Linked DNA regions of Astyanax mexicanus: region 2 is linked to region 1. Evidence: chromatin contacts called from public Hi-C data. All regions are on one chromosome and are shown on one strand. The core of a region is the stretch at or near the end of the contact, and the rest is flanking DNA. Distances in the headings are between cores, read along the strand shown.

Region 1 (4,021 bases), core at 551-3,050:
CACTATGTCCTTGAAGATGTCAGAAGCATAGCCAGATCCGTTCACCTCCACATCAACAATCATAGGAGCTGGGAAAAAAATACACCACAGCTCTGCATCAGAGGTCAAAAACAGCCAGCAAAGCAAGCAAACTATAAGACTTTTTTTTTAAATGCATTAATTAACAGTTATATTAATTTATCCAAGCCCTAAATACTGCATAAAAAATAGTTTTCTCCCACAAAGGAAGTTTAGTGAAAGCTTGCAAGCGTCTCACCTCTAGCCACTATCTCTCCCTGAGCCTGGTGATGCACCATATCAAACACCCAGAACACCATGAGATCCAGACCTATTACCACACAGCCCACTACCAAGTGTTTGAGCAGGAATACAAGTCCAGCCCCAATAGCCACCCACTCACGATCAGTCAGCCTTACAGAACCTTGTGGGGTTTGACAAAGAAAAAATGTCAGATTTAAGTGATATCTAAACCCTGAAACATGCATTAGTTTATATAAATGTAGATAACTGTTCTTATCAAAGATCATTACAATTATTTGCTGTTTCACGTATAGAACTGTTCAAAAAATGAACAAATGTAGCAAAAATTTGTATAAAAAAAGAGAAATATGAGAATTACATTTCAAAACAGCCCTGATATTTTATTCTGACCAAAATATTTAATAATTTCAAAATCAATGTAATCATGTCATTATTTGCAGACATATTAAAATTATTACATTCTCACTCACAGGGTGTAATGTAGATAAGGGCTTCTCTCTCACTCAGCGGCAATACAGCTGGTCTTCCTTGTCTAGAGAGCTTGCAATCCATCTCTATGAACTGCTCTGTTATGTAGAAGTTGTCAAAATCATCTTTGTGAAGGTAACTGTTTTTGTACAGAACCGCCCTGCTCAGAAGTGGACAGTACAAAAACACAGCATCAGCAGATTCATTAAATCTTACATTAGTGTGTGCAAATTAACAATATGATATTATCATCAAGATACATTACATCATAGTCAATCAGAGTAAGCTTATCTGAGGATACAGTGGGCCATTTCAATCAGCAATTTAGGAACACTGAGAAACTGAATATGTCATTACAAAGAGATGCATGGCAGAGCTGTTTAGGTTTTTGTTCCATTTTTGGGGAACAAAGGCAGGAGTAGCCTAAAGCTTCCAGAAAATGACATTTTTGTATATTTAAAGAGGTTATTCGATATATAAAAAGGGTGTGTCAAAGCTCAGATTAGACAAGACAGCATTTTTGCAACTCTGTTATATTGTCTGATGTTTCTCCAGAAAAAGATTATCTCTGCTTTGATTGGCAGGCTTAAGTCAATGTTACAGATCATAGAAGTTGTATTGCAGTGCAAAGCGTAATATAGCAATAGAAAGCATACCATACTATAACAGTGCTTTGTTTTAAGCACTGTAACAAGGACTGTATAGTGTTGCTGTCCTCTCTGCCTGGTGTGTGGTTAGTTAGTGGAAGAGATGTTCATCTCTAAATATTATTCTAGAATGGATACATTTTAACTGTCTGTTTTACCCATCATACATAGAATAAACTGTGTGTTTTTATATTATATCCTTGATTGCCAGCAATGGGTGCATTATAAAAGTATAGCATTTTAAAATATGCACCAATTAGAAGTGATGTTTAAACACTAATGGAAGTATAGTGCAGGGACACATCTGCCTGCACCTTGCACTAAAAGGCAGTAGTAAGTTTATGCTGACTGTTATTGCTGGACTCACTGCAGGTACATATACAGCAGCAGGAACAGGCCCACATATTCCAGCACTGCTGTTAGCTCCAGGAAGCGCTCCTGCTCCTGTGCCACCTCCTGCATGATCTCCTGAGTCATTTCCTGAAATGACTGACTCCTGTTCAGGTCCAAGTCGAAATGAACAGAGGCCGACATGTTGAATTCAAACTCCTTCTTCATTCGATTAAATGCAGCGATAGTTGCTAGAGAGGAAACACAACACAACATATACAGAGCAGAAAAAAGGGAACTAGGTCTTAAAACGAGGATGTTATGAGTCAAACTAGAACAAGACAGTTTGTAATGCAAAGGTCTGTGCACTTACGGGCTGCCAGTTTAGCCTTTAGATGGTCTGCGATGTATGAGGGTAGGATACAGAAGAACTCACCAACTGTTGAGGAAAAAGTGGGGGAGAAATATAATTAATATGTACAGTTATTTAACTTGCATTCACACACAGAGAATTGGCAGATGACTCATATTAATATTAAACTAAACCAGATTCGAGTGACATGTTGTGTGCAGGGTCAAATGTCATTTCTGAAGTGGTGCTGACTATATTATTGGCATTTTTTTTATTTATAATGACTGTTTGTACATGTTTGGGATTAAGAGATCTTTTTGGTGTACTGAGAATACCAAAAATCCTTTTTAAAACTTGCATCGTGATATGATGATTGTGATCGTGATATGATGATATGGTGATCTTAGCATTGACTCTGTTGTACTATTTTTTTAGCTTGTCAGCTCTCTTCATTTCTAATTCTTCCTTAGTTTTTTTTTATTTAATAATGTGTAAATGAGCAGATGAACACTGTTTGCCGCTCTGATATGTCCATGTTCACAGTAGCTCTTGTATCAGTGCCATTAGCAGCATAGTTGCTCAGATAATCAGCAAAAGCTGTTGTGGCCAGAAAAACTCCTGGGGAAACCTACCAGACTATTCTGTTTTTAGAATGAATATATATGTCTTTGAAGGGATAGTAGTAAAACCCAATGGTCTCATTTATTATAATCTTTTGTTTGTTCTCACATTTGTTTGTTTAAAAGAAGAAATCTAATGGAATGTAGCTTTAATAATGACAGCAGGCTGGAAAGTTCCCTTGCTTTGTTGCCAAATGTCTTCCAAAATGTGGTAGTGTCTAAGCACCCTCTAAATCACACAAGCAGACTTGTACAATGCACTGTCTCTGTAAATGTTTGTCCTGAGCTGTGTGCTCAGTCTGAGGTCATGTTTGGATTCAGAGGTACTTGTGCCGCTCAGGCTTCCCTAGAACAGCGACGGATATAAAACAATAATTCATTTGGAAAAAAAAAACACAGAGAAAGCGGGAAGTGGGTGAGTCATGGAATTTCAATTGGTATTTGAAGGGATGAGGAAAGCATTGTGTGGCCTCAGCATTCAGACAACCATGTAGTTTACTTCAGCTATGAAACTCTGATGTATGGAAAGCATTAACCTTAACCCTTAACCCTGGGTGGAGCACAGAAAAGACAACAATGGTAGTGGCAATGTGTGTGTGTGTTTGTGTGTGTGTGTAGTCTAGTGTAGTGTAGTGGCACCGTAGCTGGTCTTATTCCAGCTGTCCAAGCAGTGACAGATTAAGGGCCCTTTTTTAGTGATCTATGTGAGCCTTCATCAGTGCTCTGCTCTTATTTATTTAGGGCATGTCAGTGTGTCTTTGCCATCACAACGATGGGAAAAGTACACCTTGCTTTGCCATAAACGTAGCAATGAACAGTGAAGGTCTGTCTGTTCTCTAGGCTTTTTACAGTCAGTGGTGCATCTGTGTTTTCTATTGCCAAGATAGCAGAGACACCAGGAATATAGTATAATAGTATAACAGCATAATCATAATGTGGCAAAATAAATAATATAGCAAAAAATAATATAATGCAGCAAATAATATTGCAGAATATTTTGTGCATGCATATAAACTGCAAACTAAAACAATTATACAATAAATACACCTAAGCCTTCACAGTAAATAATAGACTAGTTTTAAGACAGAACAGCCCTATTTCAAGTTGCACCCATTGCTTATACAGATGTTCAAATGCACACACAACTTGTCTAGGCCCTGTAAAACAGGGAAATCACTGATGCTATAATCAGGACTTTTGGGATGAGTTGTTGAGTTGAGGATGAGTTGAGTGGGGGATCATCTGAAATTCTGGCTTCAGTAATGTTGTTTATCACTGATTGTAATCAAATCTTCGCAGCAATGCTTTAAAATGTAGAATAAAGCCTTTCCTGGGTGGTAGAG
Region 2 (3,940 bases), core at 1,200-3,699, 74 kb after region 1:
CCCTCTGGTTACCCTGCTCCCCTACACCTGCTGACTGTGTCTGAGCCATCAGGGAACCACACAGCTGCTGTTCCCTCCCCCAGCTTCCCCCCCTCTGCTGCTGCTGCAATTCCTACAAGGTTGGCATACTGTCTTAACACAGTATGTGTACTAATTAAAAATATTGTTTTATACATTGTTACAGTCCTCTTTTTACATTAATAAACAGCCATAAAGTTTGAAGTTGTCATCACAGAGCTTTGTAACTAATACTGATTAACATTTCCTTTTTTTTTTCCCCCAGACGTGCTCCGTTGCCCCCGGTTAATAGGGGCCAACATCACCCAAGGAAATACCCCAACCCCACTCCGATGTAATGTAAGTGAGGACTTGCTTTCTTACTGTTGGAGGATCACACGTGGATGCGCTGAAGTCTCGCACAATTCTAATTGCACTGACCATGAGAGAAGACTCTGCACAACTTGCCCATGGCTTAAAGTGGATTTTCTCAAGCACTCGGGTCATGATCTCTTCCATTTCTGGTTGGTAGAACTAATCAGACTAGTTGTGCTGGACCTTTATTGGCTTTACAGACTTCGGAGGAGAAGAACCTAATTCGGAAGAAATGGATATGAGAGAAGGTGTTCCACAAGATGTTCCATTCAGCACAAATGCAACATACATGCAGTATGATTTGCCAGTCAGTGTCTTGAAGGTCAGTCAGGCAACGCTCAGCCTTTGTTCAAAACCCAGTTTGGGCATCTGACCAGTGTGGCCAATGAGTATCCTAAAGAAGCAGCCTTACCTGCCTGTGCTGGCCTGGCTAAACCAGATGAGTGATGTCTGCATGCTGCTCTGGAGATGTGTGCTCTGCAGCCTTTCTGATCAAAAGGCTAAAAAATCACAGTTTCAGTAATTAACTAAGAAATTCTAGAGATTGACTTGGCCTTTCCCAGTTTCTAAAGATCTGCAAGGTTCATGAGCTGTTGTGGAATTGTTTCCCATTCTGCTGCTGTATTGTCTCCAACAAGCTACTGTACTATGGACAAGGTTTCCTCATTACAAGAAACATTGAATTGTCCCCAGTGTGTCTGTGGAGCTCAGTCTGTAAGTGCAGTTCTGTTGTGCACTTTTGTGACTCATCTCAGTTGAAGAAATCTCACATCTGTATCAGTGGAAGGATGACTCCAGTGCTTGGCATTCGTTTGGACTTTTTACTCTTTGTTATTTTGTAAATACTGAAAGAGAATGTGAGAGATTGGAGTGTATCATGCAGTATACATTATTTTTTATGCAATAAACATGGAACCTATTTTTAAAGAACAGACTACTTTGTCTTTTGTTGCATTAGTGATGAGTACAATAAGTCTACTTATAAACAGCTTTTATTAATTAGACATGTCACTACTTCTGAGAGAATTCAGCGTAAGTACAAATGGTCTGTGGTTAAAGAAGAATTTATTGAAATTTCCTTATAATTTAAATTGGGACGCACTTTGAGAAACTTTAAAGTGGGGTGGCATAGAACAGTTTGTAACAGAACCCTTTCTTACTAGAAGGGCATGAGGGAACTCATAGATGGGCACTATTTAAGACACATTATCAAAATCTTGATCTTGATCTTCAAGGCACATTATTGTCTTTTATTGCAGGCATTTAAGCATTGTGTCTCTTTTTTTGCACTCTAGAGCAGTGGTTCTCAAGCATCTCAAGGTGGTACACTAGATGACCTGCTTGCATTTAAATATTAAGAACTGAAATCTATTAATCTACGTTTTCACCTGTAATTTTCTATCTGACATTACATTAGTTAGAGTTTAGTGCTTTACCCGTTAGAACCTGTATGTAAGCTACACTTCAGTCTTTCACTCTCAGAATTACAGTATTATCATTATTACATCTGTTTTATTGGTCCTACAGTAAAACATTGTGGAATGCCACAATATATGATAACCTACATCAATCAGACAGTCACCAACAGTTCACTACAGTTTCTGCATTATAGTTTCATAGCTTAATAAGATAAAAACACTGTAGTTAACTGCTTCGCTCTCATGTTGTTTGTTTTCTATCTCAGTAGGATAAAATACTGTTTTAACCAGAAACAATAACCAATCGAATAACTTACCTAATTATCTAACTTACAGACTGCAAAAGCGAGCAAGCTCCACACAACAGGTGAAGAACAGTTACCTAAAGATATGATGACATGTATATGTGTGGATTACATGTATAGACTACTGTGTTTAAATAACTGTGTGTGTGGTAACACGTGTACCCCATCGCCTCCCACCCCCACAAACCCCTCATTTCCTCTCCTTTTGCGATTCCGCCAGTGTTCTACAGTCCTACAGCTATGGTAACAAATGAAAAAAAGAAAAAAAAATATGCAACCTTGCAATAACTGTTACAGCATTGTTATTTGTTGGTGTTTGCAGTGTGATATGCAGACTGCCGCAGTGCAAGAAGTGTGAAGTATCATTCAAGAGAATTATTTTTTTACTTTCAGAGAAGAAGTGCTGGTGTAATGACTTCCTCTTCCCTTCACAGGAAGACACAGGCACGGGGTGTTTCAGTTTTATTGTACAGGTATTGTGAAGACTAAGAGCTAAACTGAAGAACACATGCTGGTTGCACACAGTCTTCTCAGGTCCATGCCGACTATGGCAGGAGGGTATCGAAGCTGGAAATTTTGCTTCCTACTTTTAGGACTTTTGCACTTCACTCAAAGTTCCATCTCTCCACGGACCACCTTCCTCCCAGGTCAGTGCAGTTTCAGAATTCATCAGTTCAGTGGATTTATACTGATGTACTTGTCCTAATGACTATTGATCACACACAGTGTAAAACTATTCTCAAAATGATCTCAGTGATCAGTCAGTACTAACTAAACATCAGTTTGTAAGTCAGCTAGAGAGAGTTACTTAGCCTCAAAATTAGTTTAAAGATTTTGTTTTAAATTAAACAATTTGTTTTAAATGGTCCCCAGTCAATAAAAATACCTTCAAAAACTACACACTTACAAAATAAAGGTTTACTCAGTGCTTCAAAGCTTTGATGCAGTGTGTGTCTTTGCCAAGGTTGTGTTTCTGAGGTAGAGTTATGGAAGCGTTTCTGTGGTTCTGGTTAATCAGAAAGTAAGACTAACAGAACCAATTCTGACTTAAAAAAGAAAAATTTTACTTTATATAATCTGTTTATCTAATTTATTTTTAATAAACATGCTACAACTGTTTTACCCTTCCCCTGTGCAAGTAGCAGAAATAAAGTCCCTCAAACTAATACTGCATTAAGTAATATCTAAAAAAAAAAAAAAAAGGCAAAAAAAGCTTCTCAGAGCTTCATAGTTTGAATGCATAATGCATACTCGGTTTCTGGTTATATCAGATAAGTGTTTCAGAGGAAGCATTTTTGTGTTTCTGGTTTTCAGCAGCAAATAAGACAAACAGTTAGAAATTTTACAAAAACAACTAATTTGAAATACTAAAAATCTAAATATATTATAAAATAATAATATAATATATTATTATATAATACAGCCTAATATAGCCTAAGTTTTAATCAATGTGCTAATACTGTTTTATTGTTACACTATGATGTGCACATTTGCAGATGCACAACTTGGAATAGCAAAATATTTAACTTTTAATCAGTAGTATTCTAATTATTATATTGTATTAAGTATTATTAACCTTTGATTATTTGGTTCTTTTTAAAGCAACTATTTTTCTTTTTAATTATGAAGATATATAGATTGCAGGAGTTATGAACTTTGTCAACCACTAAATGACGTTTATTATGTTTTTTCCTTTAAATTATAAAATGACTAGGTAGAACACCACCACACTACACTGTTACTGTGTAACATAAGCTTACAGAATAGAAAATATTTAAAAGCAAAATACATTAATGCAAAAAAAACATAAAAATTTATATTTGATGCCAAGTATCAATAATGTAT

What was found. Hi-C and Micro-C count contacts between places; a contact is called where the count stands out from the background.
Region 2: a Hi-C map of muscle shows a contact between it and region 1, with 6 times the contacts expected there. The contact joins the promoter of LOC103029682 here to the enhancer-like site in region 1. A contact is called at or near these places in 2 of 3 Hi-C or Micro-C datasets (both in muscle).

What each region holds. Positions count from the first base shown.
Region 1 is chr6:41,600,306-41,604,326 of AstMex3_surface, forward strand. All of the region lies in intron 3 of dcst1 (DC-STAMP domain containing 1), which reads left to right. It overlaps dcst2 (DC-STAMP domain containing 2), which reads right to left. Exons shown (of 17, transcript XM_015605901.3): 7 at 2,080-2,145; 8 at 1,744-1,957; 9 at 732-889; 10 at 257-421; 11 at 1-68. Among protein-coding and RNA genes, the nearest start is that of dcst2, 7.4 kb to the right of the region's middle. Within about 2 kb of position 1,801, the one cell type or tissue checked has an H3K27ac peak away from gene starts, as active enhancers do.
Region 2 is chr6:41,673,216-41,677,155 of AstMex3_surface, forward strand. It overlaps LOC103029682 (semaphorin-4A), which reads left to right and starts at 2,450. Exons shown (of 14, transcript XM_022673584.2): 1 at 2,450-2,742. The coding sequence starts at 2,604. adam15 (ADAM metallopeptidase domain 15) reads left to right here. Exons shown (of 25, transcript XM_022673581.2): 24 at 1-119; 25 at 284-1,302. The coding sequence ends at 356.